Regions from separate parts of the Rattus norvegicus genome. Here region 2 is linked to region 1. The links are chromatin contacts, called in public Hi-C maps. All regions are on one chromosome and are shown on one strand. The core of a region is the stretch at or near the end of the contact, and the rest is flanking DNA. Distances in the headings are between cores, read along the strand shown. Region 1 has its middle 30 kb from the start of Tlr10. Region 2 overlaps Klf3 (KLF transcription factor 3).

The links. Hi-C and Micro-C count contacts between places; a contact is called where the count stands out from the background.
Region 2: a Hi-C map of kidney shows a contact between it and region 1, with 7 times the contacts expected there. The contact joins two enhancer-like sites. A contact is called at or near these places in 10 of 12 Hi-C or Micro-C datasets (the A7r5 cell line, the Rat2 cell line, Schwann cells and 5 more).

What each region holds. Positions count from the first base shown.
Region 1 is chr14:43,791,320-43,799,177 of GRCr8, forward strand. No RefSeq gene overlaps it. Among named protein-coding and RNA genes, the nearest start is that of Tlr10, 30 kb to the left of the region's middle. Within about 2 kb of position 4,737, at least 2 of the 93 cell types and tissues checked have an H3K27ac peak or open chromatin away from gene starts, as enhancers often do.
Region 2 is chr14:43,840,172-43,848,029 of GRCr8, forward strand. Klf3 (KLF transcription factor 3) reads right to left here. Exons shown (of 6, transcript NM_001105742.2): 2 at 5,900-5,995; 3 at 1-425. The coding sequence starts at 5,956. Among named protein-coding and RNA genes, the nearest start is that of Klf3, 6.7 kb to the right of the region's middle. Within about 2 kb of position 5,265, at least 16 of the 93 cell types and tissues checked have an H3K27ac peak or open chromatin away from gene starts, as enhancers often do.

The DNA of each region.
Region 1 (7,858 bases), core at 3,487-5,986:
TGGATCCCCAGTGCAGGGGAATATGGGGGGCAATAAGGGGGAACGTATAGGGGAATGTATATACCCGTATGGGGGAGGGGGAGGGGAGGGAATGAGGGCTTATGGACAGGAAACCAGGAAGGGGAATAACCTTTGAAATGTAAGAAAAGAAATATATCTAATAAAAAATTTAAAAAAAAGAAATAAGCCCCTCTTCCCTTAATTGCTTAGGCAGGCTCACAGTTCTCCACTTCTTTACTTTGTCTGCCCTTCAGTTCATTTATTCCTTCATTCATGCACGTCTGTCTGTCTGTCCATCCCCCCCCATACAATCAAAACCACATGCCAATTGTGTCAGGCACTGAGCTAAGGTCTGGACAGACAGAAACAGGACGAAAAGGCCCCTCCCCACTCTCTCATAAAGCCCCCACCCCAGTGAGTTTAAGTGGAGAGGGTGGCTGTGCTGGGGGCTTGAGGAACGTCAGAGATGGCACATTGTAGGCTCAGAAAAGGCGTAGCACAAATTGTACATCTGAGTAGAGTTTTTCCACACCAGAATGCTCAAAAGTCATTCCTGCCACACCATCACCATGCTGAAACCTACCTTTAAGCTTACCTGCCTGCTGCATTGTTCAGATACAACGTCCCATCATCACCACCTTTTCTAAGGCCTGCCCTGTTGTCTGCCCTACTTCCAACCCTATCAGAGCACAGTGCTCAGGTACCCTCATCCCCTAAAATCTCTTCTGTGTCTACTTCCCTCCCACAACCACTAGAATTTGATCCAAATGGTCACAGATATCTCTAAGGTATCCTAGTTATTTCTAGTTCATTAACACACACACACACACACACACAGAGAGAGAGAGAGAGAGAGAGAGAGAGAGAGAGAGAGAGAGAGAGAGAGGTGCACCATATACCTTAATACAATGGATCTGAGTGTGTATAAATTTGCAGATACAAGCATCATGTGTATGTAAGTCCTATTATGTATGTGAATGTGCAACTGTATAAACTCCGGTTTTCTGAGAATCCTAAGTGCTTGGTTGAGATTAGCTGTTGCTTCCTCAAAAAACAAAGCTGCAGCCAGCTTTTCAATCTCAGAAATAAAAGAGCATCCATGGATAATTTTGCCATAAGAGACAAAGCTGGGGCACCCAGCAGATGTTGGAAGCACTTGAGTGATATGAGATGTATTCTACCATTTACCTTTGAGAAAGGATTTCTTTGCTAGCAAGAGCCTGAGCCTCTCTCTCTCTCTCTCTCTCTCTCTCTCTCTCTCTCTCTCTCTCTCTCTCTCTGTGTGTGTGTGTGTGTAGTATCCTTCTTAGTATTGATACAGCCCTTCTTCTTGTGTTCAGGAGAGATCGGCTCTAACTTTCATCCCAGTCTTTCAAATAAGGAGGATAAAACATGGAGAGATTCAGGAACCCAAAGTCACAAGGAACCAGGACTGATGTGGGGGCAGCCTGGCTCTCATGTCCCAGCCTTTTCCTCACTAATGTTCACTGCCATTGCACAGTACTGACGTTTACCAAGCCACTCAACCTTGGAAGGACAGGAAGAGGAGTCATGGAGAAGGGGGAGGCAGGACCTTTGAGACCAGCTCTTGCTGGAGGTCTTGTTCCTTCCTGGATCTCCAGCAGATGGCACTCATGGCCTAAATTACGTGGGCTGCCACTTGAGAAAAAACCCGGATCCTAAACATTTGTCCCTTAGTCTTGAAATATTTTGAGTATACTAATTGGATCCAGTACATGGGAAAAAGTAAGTTGATGTTCCAGAACATTTCTTGGAGGACTTGCAAAATGGGCATTGATAACCAAGAGCCTAATAAACTAGGCTTACTGCTAGACAATGGGGAAAACCTGCTCAACATTGGCTTGCAGACCATTGACAGAGTGGAGTGAAGCCCTATGCTTTTGTAAAGTTTGGGAGCAATTCAGCCTGTCCACACCTTTATGCTGGGGGAGTTTTCTTTCTAGGGGTATATGTCACATCCCTTGCAGGAAATTATGTCAGAGAGATGATCCAGGAAGGCCACACCTATCAGAGGTCAGATGCAGAACCGCCCCCGGAACAGTCTCTGTGAGGTGTTCTTTGCAATTCTTTATCCTTTCAGTACATGCAGTTAACAATGAGTGTAGTCTATTTTTATTTTTTGCTCATTGGTGTTTTGCCTGCATGTATGTCTGTATGAGGGTCTCAGAGCTGGAGTTAAGCTGTGAGCTACTTCGTGGGTGTTGGGAATTGAAACTAGAGTCCTCTGGAAGAACAGCCAGTGCTCCTAACCATTGAGCCATCTCTCCAGCTCCCTCTTTTTGGTTTTTCTTTTTTTTTTTTTTTTTTTCCCCGGAGCTGGGGACCGAACCCAGGGCCTTGCGCTCACTAGGCAAGTGCTCTACCGCTGAGCTAAATCCCCAACCCCTCTTTTTGGTTTTTCAAGACAGGGTTTCTCTGTGTAGTCCTGGAACTCTGTACTAAGTTGACCTGAACTCAGAAATCTCGACTGCCTCTGCCTCCCAAGTACCAGGTTGAAAAGGCTTGTGCCACTTGGAAGCTTTTAGGGCAAATGGGCCAAGTTGTTTTTCTGATTATACAAAAGTTTTTCCATGTCCCTGTTACTCTGAGGAGACCTGATAGTTTTGGGGGACACTCATCAGTCTCTGTTATAGTTTACTTGTATCCTACGAAGCCCATATATGCAAGTCATGAGGTGATGTTGTAAAGTGCTGAGGTCCTGAATGGGTGGGGCACTGCCCCGCCTCTTATTGCTGGAAGAACCAGAGCTAGGTGCTCCCATGACCAGAGATGGACATCTCACCAGGTACAAGATCTATTAGTGCCTTGGTCTTGAACTCCCAAACTCCCAAACTCTCAACAACGTATTTTTGTTGTTTGTAAAGAATATAAGCTTGTGACATTTTACTGCAGCAGACAAAAAAAAAAAAAGACACCCCAAAATGACCCCTTTTCTCTGTGTCCTGTGACATAAGAAAGTAGACTTCAATGTTAACTCAGGGAACGTCCTGGTGGCAGCCTCCAGCCAGGGTCTAGGTTCAGAACCTACTTTTTCCTCTTGTGGACTCAGCAGCAGCCCCTGGGCAGCCTGCTCACTGGCTCTGGACCACAGCTTCCTCACTAGTGAAATGAAAACAGTGAGCTTCACCCTCAGTGTGATCCACAAGTAACCTAAGGGTCTGAGGCTTAGTGGGGGGCGCACAGCAAGCCCTCTGTACGCTTAGTGGCTGTGTTTGTGCAGGTCAGGGCTCCATAGAAAGGAACATTGTCATCTCTCATTGCCAAGGTCTTCGCTGATGTCCCAGCAATTTCTTCTACTCTGGGTGACATGACCAAACCTCAGTCTTCCCCAGGGAGCATGATATCCCTCCCTCTCTCTTTCCCAAATGCAACCCTCCCCGCCCCACTTCTGGTCGGTGTAGGGACTCTGTTCCCTGGAGTCGGGTGCACTTGTCCCTCAGAACCAACAAGCTTAGAGGTCAGCTGAGGTTCAGGAGGGCCTCTATTTTATTCACTGTTTATAGATCTGTAGAGTTTGTAAGTCAAAGGCCCATTTGGGGCCTCCAGAGCCAAGGCCAAGAGGGCAAGCACACAATGCAGCCCTTCTTTGGAGGCCTTGTTTACCTTCCGGGAGCAGGCAGGGTGTGGCAAGAACTTCTGGGTGGCGAGAATTGCAGGGTGTGGTGAAAATGCTGGGTGTGGCTGCCCAGGTCAGGCCTTGAAAAAAGCTGCCAAGCAACAAGTAGGGGACCCAGTGGCCCAGGTCTGATGGTGGGGAAGTGGCTGGTGGTATCTGTTGAGGCCTGGTTCTGTGGTAGAGTAACTATAGCCCTGACTCCCTCACTTGCCAAACACAATAATAGGATAGCACATCAAGAATTTAACTCCCTTCAACATGCCCTCCATAGCTTTCTTGTCATGTTAAAAAGTAAGCCCCAGGGGACTTCGTGGGAGTCTTGGCACCACATTCACAGTCTTTGGGACCTTGGTGAATTGGCTGGAGATTTTAACTTAATTCATATGCACTCGTAGCATTTCTTCCATCTAAGCTTGGGGCTGAGCCTGGATCCATCCAGGTTCAAGTGACCAGGGACTGTCAACCATCCATGAGAATTATTTTGGAGACTGTAGAAGACCTGGTAGGGTTCAGGGAAGAAATGAGTCTGGACTGGGAGCCAGGAAGCTATGCTTTACCCTCTAGCTCACTGGGTGAGACATTCACCTGGAATAAGACCCAAGGAAGAGTCAGGATTCCACTCCCTATGTTTACTGTGAGGATTAAAAGGGCCACTGGCTTAGAACAACTGTGGTACAGGGAAGCTTCTGTAGAGATCCAAGGCATTCACCCTCCCCAGGATGGCTCACATGTGTCCTTCAAGCCCACGAACCTCATGTACCCAGGATAGGAACAAAATCATAAAGTTACTTCAAACATTCTAAGATCATTTACAATTAAAACAAAAACAAAACAACTCCATTGCATAGTTCTGGAGGAAGCTCAACACCTCTTCTACTTGGAAGCCCAGACTTTCTGGGGTTAGAGAAACACTGGGAGAACGTGTGAGGTTCCCATTTCAACTTTTCAGGGCTCACCTACCACCCCACACCCACAGCCATTGTCACTCAAAGGTTTTAAGCCCTGTGTAAATGTTGATCACACAAATCCGTGTTCCTCGGCTTGGTTGTCTGAGCGTGCTGTCTCGGGGTGTTCCAAGTTGCTATTTTGGACTCTAGCCAAAAAAGACCGACTCTATCCCATGAGAAAACAGATGGCCTAAGACTGTAATACAACAAGTCTGGGAGTGAATCTCAACTTTGGGGGTTTTAGTTTGGGGATTTCTCTATTTGGAAAAGATATAAAGTACAGAAAAGTACAGTCCTTGGTGCATACTGCAAGTGAGGACGGACCGGGAACTCCTGTATGGGGTGGATGTTCCCGGAACAGTGCGAGCGAGAAGAGTGACCCAGAGGCCTGGTGATGGGGTTGAAGGTGGGCCAGCCTGGGTTTAGAGGCTTGATGTAGGTGTGGGAGAAGCAGGTGGCCTTGAGGGACCTTCCAAATCTTGGCAAGATTGTGCAGTGGGATGTACTGGATGCCCGCCCGGCAGGTTCCCAGAACAGTCTCAGAAGCTCTGTGAGGGCACAGGACTCTTGTGTCTTATGGTGAGAGACTCCCGGGTCGATGGCTTTGGCCTGGAAGTAGGAGTTTGAGCTAGAGTTTCTTCCACCCATCCCCACTCCACCCCGCTTGGTATTACAGAGAGACCCACAGGGCAAAGTCCAACGGAGCCGAACCTCTAGCATGAAGAGACGCTTTAGAAATCCACAACCAGACAGCATCACTATTTCATTTAGATTCAGTTTGATTCAATTGGACAGATATTCCTAAGTGTGTACTGTGTGCCAAGTGCGGGGCTGGAATATAGAAATGAGGAGACAGACAACTCCTGACACATGTTCGATTACAAACCTATAGGGAGAGACAGACGAAAACACAAGTATGTTGTTATTTAATTTTCAACCGTCCTGTGCGCCGTGGGACAGCTGTGACATTGCCTCCAGGGACAGAGCTGTTTTGTGGCTTCCACCCCATCAGTAGATCTGCTGGCCCCAGAAGCAAAGCGGTAGCCAGTTAGCCACTAGCTCCTCAGTCTTCTCAGCCCCTCCCTGTACTTACTGCTTCCTCCAGTTCAGCGGTGATTTTGAAAGCTGTTGGGTTTTTGTTTTTTTTTTTTTTCAATTGAACCTGGTTTTTCCAGTTTCTCTTGGCAGAAACTCTGGTCTGCTGAAGACTCCTGCATCCAACACAGAAGTAGAAATCTCCTCTTTTACTTTCGTGTATTTCTTTCTTGTTTGGTGGATGTGTGTGTGTGTGTGTGTGTGTGTGTGTGTGTGTGTGTGTGTTGCTGTTGGTTTTGGTTGATGTGTGTTGTTGTGTGTAGTTGTTGCTGCTGCTGCTGTTGTTTTAACACACAAATTACATATGAATGTAATATCTTCACACAAAGTTTACAAAGTATTTGGGACCACCTGACTCCTCTTTGCCCTTGCTTCCTTGAGTTCTTACGGTGGTGACTTTCCCCCAAGGCTGTGACATCCATGGCCACCCTGTTCCTCTCTTTATTTGGTAGCTAGGGAGAAAGGAGGCGGCTTAGCCTGGTGGGCGAACTTGGCAACAAGCTGAGGACAAGCTCAGCTTAAACTTTCACTTTCTTGCTATCTGCAAGAAACACTAACCCTCCACTGTGCGTGCACTCCTCCCCCCTCAGCTGGCAGTTACTGCAGAACTTCTTCAGTGTTCCTCACTGGCAGCCCCTTTTAACTGGAGAAAATTTTATGCAACCCTGGATATATATGGTATACAGTTTAAACATTGACAGAAAAATAAATAATAAAGAAATGTATTTTAAAGCAATTATTTGGTCTATGTGTAATTTTATCACTTGTTAAAGACAAGTGTAATTCTTCATATCAGCAACATGCATGTATTTATTTTTACATAATAATTAAATCTTGGCTGAATATTTGATACTGCAGAGCATAAACTATCTTTGACAGTTTGTGAATTGGTTGCTATTTTGATTTATAGCCATTAATGCTAAGAATTCCCCCTTTGCATGCATATATAGTATAAAAATGGAATAAGCATGCTTAGGATCATCTTAGAAACTGTTGGAAAATCTTTCCTAACCTCAAGTCAAAATTCACTTAGTGATTTTTAAATAGAATTCAAGTCAGCAACTCAAACAGCAACTTTAAAAATCAAATGCTTTGGGCCAGTGAGATGGCTCAGTGCCCGACTGCCTGAGCTGAGTCCTCTGGGCTCAAATGGTAGAGGGAGAAAGCTGGTGCCTACGAGTTGTTCTCTGACCCAGAATGTGCTGGTGGCATAAGCATGCTCATCTACCACCCATATATACACAGCCCCACATCCCACTCCATTCTCATACCAATGTGAGGTTCTGTTACTCAGCCAGTCTGTCTGTCTATTGTAGACAGAGACTCACTGTATAGCCCCTTATTGACTTGAAACTCACTATGTAGGTATTTTAGTGTTTCTATTGCTGTAAAGAGATGCCATGACCATGGTGACTGTTATAAAGGAAAACATGTAATTAGGGTTTACCTACAGTTCTGAGATTTAGTCTATTATTATCAGGGTGGGAAGCATGGCAGCCGAAGGCAGACATGGTGCTGGAGAGAGAGAGAGAGAGAGAGAGAGAGAGAGAGAGAGAGAGAGAGAGAGCGCCTAGGTCGAGGATTTGAAACCTTAAAGCCAACCACCAGTGAAAAATTTCCTCCAACAAAGCCACATCTCCTAATAGTGCTATTCCCTATGAGCTCATGGTGGGCTATTTTCATTCAAACCACTGTAGAAGTCCAGGCTGGCCTTAAACTCACAGAGATCCTTCTGCTTCTGCCTCTCAAGTCCTGGGATCAAAGGCAAGTGCCACCATGCCAGACCCAAAAATTAATATATATATTAATATATATATACATATATATTTAAATTACAGTCAAAAATTCTAATATGACCCAAAAATATACTAACTTGATACTTACTGAGGAATGATAGTAAACTGTTCTCTGTAATTAAACTTTTATGTTTCCATAAGAACAGAAATCTTCATATACATAGTTAAAACAGTGCAGTTCCTAATATACATAAAATTCAGTAGTCTCCACTCTGAGCCAAGCTGCTTCTGTGACTGCTCACTGAAACATGGGTGGCTACACTGTAGTGACTGCACAGGGTACACAGAGGGTCTGTTCAGAGCCAAGGCTTCAGTAAAGTCACTGATGGCAACAAAAGCAAGGGGAACCAGAAACAGGTCAGGTTCTGTGTTTGGTTTCCTGT
Region 2 (7,858 bases), core at 4,015-6,514, 49 kb after region 1:
TGCAGGTGGCTGGTGTACATGAAGGGGACAGGTTGTACCACGACGGGCTGGATGACAGGGAGGATGCCCGGGCTCCGGATCCCATGTCTGGTCAGTGCAGCGGCCATCACAGGTGGCATGGACAGTGGTACTCCGAAGGGTTGCACACCAGGAGAGGGGGGTGAGTATTTCTTAATGGGTGGGCTGGAGGAAGGCATGCTGAGCCCCGGTGATGCTCTCCGGTGTGATGGAAATTTCAGAGAGGAAGGAGAACCAGCAGCAGAAGGCGGGGAGCCCCGCTTGTTCACAGTGAGGTCCACAGGCTCCATCTGTATCCCGTGAGCGAGGCCTTCTGGGGTCTGGAAGAACTTGTCAGGTAATGGTGTAGAGTAAATGACCCCATATTTGTTGGGCTTCATTGATTCTATGTAATTTGATGGGTAGGACTATGAGAAACAAGAGGGAAAAAATGGGTAAGTATAAGGAGACATACTCTAGATCTAGAGGTGTGTGTTCCCCCAAAAAGCTATGAGAGAAGGTTGGCAAATGCTAGAAAATAAGGTTGCTGGGACCCAAGAAAAACTGGAAATTGAATTCACGACTTTCATATTCAGCGAGAAGGCTAATACTGTCAGGCTTCTAAAGCTGTGCATCACGGAGGGCTTGGGGCCTTCATTAGGAGTCAGCAGTGAGTTCGAGAGCAGGTCAAGTTATATAACCTGAGGGGTTTTTTGTTTTGTTTTGGAGACAGAGTCCAGATGTACTCCACAGCTGTAAGACTTCAAACTCCGTAAGATCACAGCAAACCCAAAGATGGCTAGGCACACTGTTACGAATACTGATTGGGTGACTAGGAGAGCAGCAGCCTCAGATGACAAAGACTTCTGTCACCTTTCTAGCAAAGTCTTCAGTGACAGGGATAAAGAGTAAAAAGACAAATGTAAAAAAAAAAAGACTTCTAATCCTGTGCAGAAATATGCAAAGGAATGAGACCAGAAGGTACGAGACGAGGTTTGGGGGTCAGCTGTCAGCAGGGATGGAAGGGTGAATAAAGACAACCCTAGATCTCCTCCCTCCTCTTAATTAATTACAGAATCTAACTCTACAGCCCAGGCTGGCTTTGAACTTGTAGCAATCCTCCTGCCTCTGCCTCCAAGTGTTGGTCTGCACCAGCATGCGCCACTCTGCCTTCCGCTAGAACTAGCCAAACCCACAAGTCTACCACAAGGCAAGAGTTCATACAGCAGCATGGACATTAAGCCTATTTAATTAAAACAGGTGTTATTAGGGGTTGGGGATTTAGCTCAGTGGTAGAGCGCTTGCCTAGGAAGCGCAAGGCCCTGGGTTCGGTCCCCAGCTCTGAAAAAAAAAAAAACCAAAAAAAAAAAAAAAAAAAAAAACCAAAACAAAACAGGTGTTATTAAAAGAAAAGGCTCACTTAAAGAGGGTCTCAATAATTAACTCCAGGGAGAAGCTTCACACGCTTAAAGGACATAGTTCTGATGGGAGGCCCGACTTCATGAGATGGATGGAGGGCAGCAGTGGGTAGTGCAGCACCTTCCTCTGTCAGCCCTGTTCTTCTGAGACCTCCCACTGACCTAGATGTTGATGCCCAGTTACTGGCAGCTGAACAGGAAGCAGAATGAGGACTTCCATGGCTGCCACCGCTGGATTTTTTAACCCGTGGCACAAATTTAAGATTAAGTGGGAATTCAAATCCTGGGGAATTTGCAAATTTAATAATATCCTCAGGGTTCTCAAAGTCACCAAGGAAGAAAAGGGCCACACATCAAGCTGAGTTTAAGACACACTGTGGGGGTTGGGGATTTAGCTCAGTGGTAGAGCGCTTGCCTAGCAATCGCAAGACCCTAGGTTCGGTCCCCAGTCCAAAAAAAAGAAAAGAAAAAAAAAGACACACTGTGCATCTACTGTATCTACTTAGTGCAAATGGATGTCCCTCTCCTCTGTACTGCCTTCAAGTCTCCTTCAAAGACCCAGGCTAGGTGTAGGGAGGTCCTCTGGGACGGACACTCTACCCCGGGTACAGAATTAACTATTTCCAGTCCAACTGCCTCACAAAAGAGTGAAGAAATATAGTCCTTCCTTGGCTCGCCAGAAGTCTGAGAATCTTCTTTAAGCCAGGTTTAAGTATTTGGGTAGAGCACACAGCCTACAACAGCGGCTGGCACCCATCCAAAGGCAGGCGCCCTATAAAACCTGATGCATACAGGTGTGACTTGTGATGCAAATTCCACTAAGCTACCTCCCTCCTCTAGACCACTCCTGTCTTCTAAGTACACAGGTATTCCTGAACAGGTCTCAAATATACACCAGAAGCAAATGTTGGATGGAAAATTTCTCTGGGCATTGACAGGTGTGGATGGACCCCGCAATGGTCTCCACTGCCTTCTGCGACATAGCTGTCCAAAGACAAGACACAGACAAAGCCCTACCAGCTCCACCCCAGCCCTTTCCTTTCTTCTTTTGAGATGTGCACTGAGTGTCCCCCACCTCTGCTGTGTGTGTATATGTGCTGACTGCTGCTTGTCATCAGAATGTGAGGCAAGAGCTTCATAAGTTCTCAATGAATGTCTGGGATGAATTAACCTGCTTTCTGCAAGTCTTCGATCCTGGCAAGGTTAGGTAGGGGCAGTAACAATACTTTTGATTCTCGAATACATGAGGATTGGGTGGGGATGGGGTGGGGAGGGAGGCTTGGACACTCTCCCAGAGGTCTCACCATTACTTTATAAAGTGAGACTTTCCAGTCTCGTATTTTTATTAGGAGCAGCGTTGAAGGGTTCTCTTCACAAGACAGTAAGTGGGTGGGACAACTGACACGAACAGGAAGTCTCTACTGCTAATGGACATGAAAACAAGGGGCATCTGAGACGGGCTGCTTAGGAGCCCTCAGACCACAGGTGGGGCTGTGTGCACAGGAAGGCGGAAGGTGTGGCACATTCATAAACACTTGCTCTGGGCTCAGCAAACGCTCTGAGGCAAACAGAAGGCTTTCTGTCCACCTGGCCCAGGAAAACCACCAAGGGTTCTGTTGGGACAGAGCAGGGGAAATTACTGGTTTTAAGTACTTCTCAAAGTACAAGGAGTCTGCTGGGTGACAAGATTCACCAGAAAAAGAAAAGAAAAGGAGAAAAAAAAAAAGGGAATTTATAGAAGGATTAAAAAGTATTTTGGGGTTTATTTTTTTCCTCCTTCAATTTTTTTTTCTGATTGCCTGAATCAATCAGAACCCTAGATTTCAATCTTTTCTGTAAGGCCCTTCAATCACTTGTCCAGAGCTTAACACAGTTTGTATTTCAGTAAAGGAATGGTGTTTCTTCACTTTTTCTATTGCACTGGCTAGGATTTCCTTTTAAAAAGAAAAAGGTGGTAGTGGGGACTGACAACAGACATACAGTCACAAGAGCCTTGTCATTTTTTTTAAATTTTTTTATTTTTGTGTGTGTTGGGATTTAAAAGAAAACTCTTGAGGCTGGAGAGATGGCTCAGTGGTTAAGCGCTCTGGTTGATCTGGCAGAGGACCCAGGTTTGGTTCCCAGCGCCTACACGGCAGCTAACCAGCCTGTGGCTCCAGTTCTAGGGGATCCAATATCCTTTTCTGGCATCCTCAAGACACCGCATGTATTGACACATATACACGCATGAAATCCTAGCATGCAGAGGGCTGAGGCAGGAGGACTGCCTTGAGTTAAGGACAGTATGGGATATACAGCAAGACTCTGTCTCAAACGAAACAAAAACAAACCGACAAATGTCCTAGGCTGCCATTAACATGTGCTTTCTGACTCCTCCAGTTCTTCCTGTCAGAATGAGGGAGAGGAAATTTGTAGAGCTGACAGCACAAACTGAAGGTCTTTTTACTCCCTGCACAGTAAGGACTAAAGCTAACTTTTGGAACTAGAATCAAATGCTGTGTCAAGTGGACTGACCACTGGCACATGAAGGAGGTAATTTATTACAAAAAATATTTTTACATATTTCAACTTTGTGCGTGTGCTGTCTTTGTTTTAGTTTTGTTTTATTGGCCAACTAGACCCACGTTTGGGGTGCCTAGGAAGAGGGAGGTCAACTGAGAAACAATTGTCTCTATCAGACTGGCCTGTAGGCAAATCTGGGGCATTTTCTTGACTAATGATTAATGTGAGAGGAATCACCCTTGGGCCAGTGGTTCTTGGTTCCATTAGAATTTGTTCATTAGAATTGCAAGCCAGTGAGGAGAGCTCTTGCAAGGTCTCTGCCTCAGGCTCCTACCCAGATTTTCTCAGGGATGGTGTGACCTGGAGCTGTGAGCTGAAATAAACCATTTCCTCCCCAAGCTGCTTCTGGTCATGGCGTTAAGTGCAGCAGTAGAGGCAAAGTTACAGCCGTCCTAATGTATAAAATAAAATTTTCTTTTTTTTCCCCTCCAGTGAAGCACATGTTCCTGGTACTTGGTACTCTCATACCCCCATAATGTCGGGGTCCTTGCCTTAACTGCAACTGGGTTTGTGAGCTTGTTTTCATCCCTGATTAAGACACTGGATGTACATTAGTTAAATGTATCACTGATGGCCATGTGACATTCATAAACATTATAATTTCCAGTTACAAAAATACCGATGTGGCTATCTTTTAACTTTCATATTTCCAGAAGATCATGATGTAACAGTTGAGAGAAAGGGGGCTGAAGGATAGTGTAGTGAAGCCTTAGCCCAGCGTCCTCCACCTTCCTAAGGCTGCAACCTTTTAATACAGCTCCTCATGTTATGGTAACCCCCAACCGTAACATTATTTTGTTGCTACTTCATAACTGTAATTTTTACTGTTATGTGATGTATGTAATTGTAATGTAAATATCTGATATACAGGATATCTGATCCTCAGCCCCACAAAGGGGTCGAGACCCAAAGGTTGAGAATCACTGCCTTAGAAGAAAAGTCTATTTTTTAAAAATGAATATAATTTTAATTGTTCAGCTATTACACTCAGGCACATGATGGCTGCATTATTGTGCTAGGATGTAAATGCTATTTCCTTAAAGATGCTCTCACTGACTTTTTGTTGCAGATGACAGTAAATACATCACCCTTAGTAGTGGCCACGGTCACTGAGTTCCAAGCACCTTGGAGTGACCCTGGTCTTGTATAAGTATTTCTGGCAGGAACTTCTATAGCCAGTGGATTCAGGATGATCTAATTTTGCAAGTGTGTCATTCCCAACCTTCAGATACACATCCAGGCCAAGATATTTTTCCCCTTGTGAATATTTTCCGATCCCGTGGAGGAAAAGAGCAGGGCAGGCTGGGAAAGCTGACTTGTTAGTCAGTGGCTACTAAACCACATCCTTGTGTCTAAGCTGCTCCTGCCTTGAAAAGTCGGGCACCTCCTTGTCACCTGTGTCTCATCTCTGTGGCCCTACACAAACACTTGGACCAAGTCTTAGTCTCCCGGTGTCTGAGTCTCACTATGGCCTGACTCCCAAGAGGGGATGACTTAGCACTAAGACTTAGAAAGAGACCGTAGATGTAATTCCCACCCAGCCACACACTCTTCCAAGTGAAATACGATCTGGTCTCCCTGCCAAGTCCCCTCTCTGGCTGGCTTCTCCTCAAGCCATCCCTCCTAGAGCCGCAGCCCCATATGGCTTCTGTCAATGCTTTCTGTCTTCCTCTTGAAAAAAAAAATCACTTTATTCTCAAAGCGTTTTACACATACATTTGTGAACCTACTTTCACTATGAACAGATCGGCCTACGGCTGACCCTATCTCGGGGCGTGGGGGTAGTGGCACCTTGTTTATTACCGGGGGCTTTGAGAAACACCACCTGTCAAACGCCTGTCAAACAAGAAGCACTTTAGGAAACAAACAGGACACACAATGTTATATCAGTTAAGAGAGCTTATCAGTTTGGGGAAGCTTACCACCGTGACGGGGTCCATGGCCTCTTGCTTGACAGGGACTGGGTCAAACATGAGCATTCTTTTGGTTAAGCCTTCTAGGGTGTTCTGATGTCTGGCCTAGAAAACAAAACAGCATGCCTGGTCTGAATTCTGAGGTCACATAAACTAAGAAAAAGAAAACATCCCTTTACCTCCTAGTTTCACTCGTCTTCTCTCTCACTTCCCATACGTACTATGAAGAAGATGGCCTTTCGCATAATTAAAACCAGGCCTCGGAGGCAGAACTAAGTGGAAGAGGCATTTCTAATAGAGCTACACAAACCCTGACATTTCTGGAACAATATGTACAGCCTCTTCTGCCAGGAAACCTTGCATGGCATCCCTGGGCAGCTCAGTAGAAGGTCCGCCCCATCCCCGTGCTTGTCAGGAGAAAACAGTGAGGAAGAAACCCAGGAGCAGCCACCGCTGACACCCCGGTTTTAATCTTCCAAACCTGTTTAAGCGAGCATGTGGCACACACAGTCTGGTCCCTGTATGGTCACTCAATTCTTTATTGATGTACAGACTCAGACCATCAAACCACCCTGCTCTGTGACAAGATCAGTTTAAATTGTCACCTTTGGCTGGGGGTGGTGGTGCACACCTTTTACATCAGCACTCCGGGAGGCAAAGGCAGGTGAGTTTGAGGCCTGCCTGACCTGCAATGTAAATTGAGGACAACCATGGCTACACGGAGAAACCCTGCCTCAAAATAAAACTGAACAAAACGTGTCACCTTTCATTAGAAACAGGGGCTAATGAGATTGCTCGGCAGACCAGTGTGTCTGCTAAGCCTGCCTACCAGTTACCACAGAGATCGTGAGCAGGCTGCCCTCTATTTTGTGCGTGTACACACACACACACACACACACACACACACACACACACACACAACACACACACACACACAGAGGAATAAAACAAAAAAAGCATTGTTGCACCCTTATGCTTCCAACAGTTTCCAAACTGTTCACTACTAGAAATAGCCCAACACTCTGCACTTGTATCCTACACAGTTTAATTTTTAAGACAAAGTCTCTAAAGGGGAATTTTTTGCTTTTCATTTTGATTGATGGTCTCCCCATGATACATCGTTTCTTTTTGAGTTACTAATGCTGAACATTTTCATCTTTCTTTGTCATTTACATTTCTTTGAGAAAAGTCCACTTGGATTTTGAGACACACCCTCACCCACAACAGTTTTCTAGACCCCTTTCCTATAAGAGCTTGCAGTCACTCCAGTGAAGGCAGTGCCCACCTAGAGCTTGTCCTGCTCTGTAATTAGAAACCCGCTGCACAGACCCACCGGCCAGCTGCTACAGACTTCACACAACGGCAGAGCCTTACTATCCCAACTTGGTTTACGTGCTTAGCGAGCGCTTTGACTCAAGCCAAGGTTCGAGTGGCTAAATGAGCAAGTTTCTCCTGAGAAAGTGGCCCACTGGTAAACCAAACACTATGAAGACTGAGAGAGGGGGACTCCCACAAGCATGAGGCTAGCCTGGGCTACATATCAAGACCCTATCTCAAAAAAACTAAAAACTCTGTAGAGATGGCTCAGTAGTTAATACATAACTGTTCTTGCATCAGAGTGGCTCATAGTCATCTATATCCTCAGTCCTAGGGGACCCATGGGCAGCATGGGCACCCTCTCCTGACCTCCATGGGCACTTGCATTCACCTGCAATATAATTTCAAATAAAAACACAATCTTTAAAAGAAGTTCCAAGTTCTAGTGTCTCTGCACCTTCTGCCTCAGTGTGGAGAACGCAGTGCTCAAGGCTACTTACTATTCGTGTGTTCTAGAAGTTGCGTTAAGAGACACTGGCATACAAGCGTGAATGTGGTACCGGGTGGCTCTTGTCCTTCAGTGTTGTCAATGGGACTTCTCTGATTTTCATGGCAACATGTAAATTCTACCCACCAACACGAGGCCCTGAC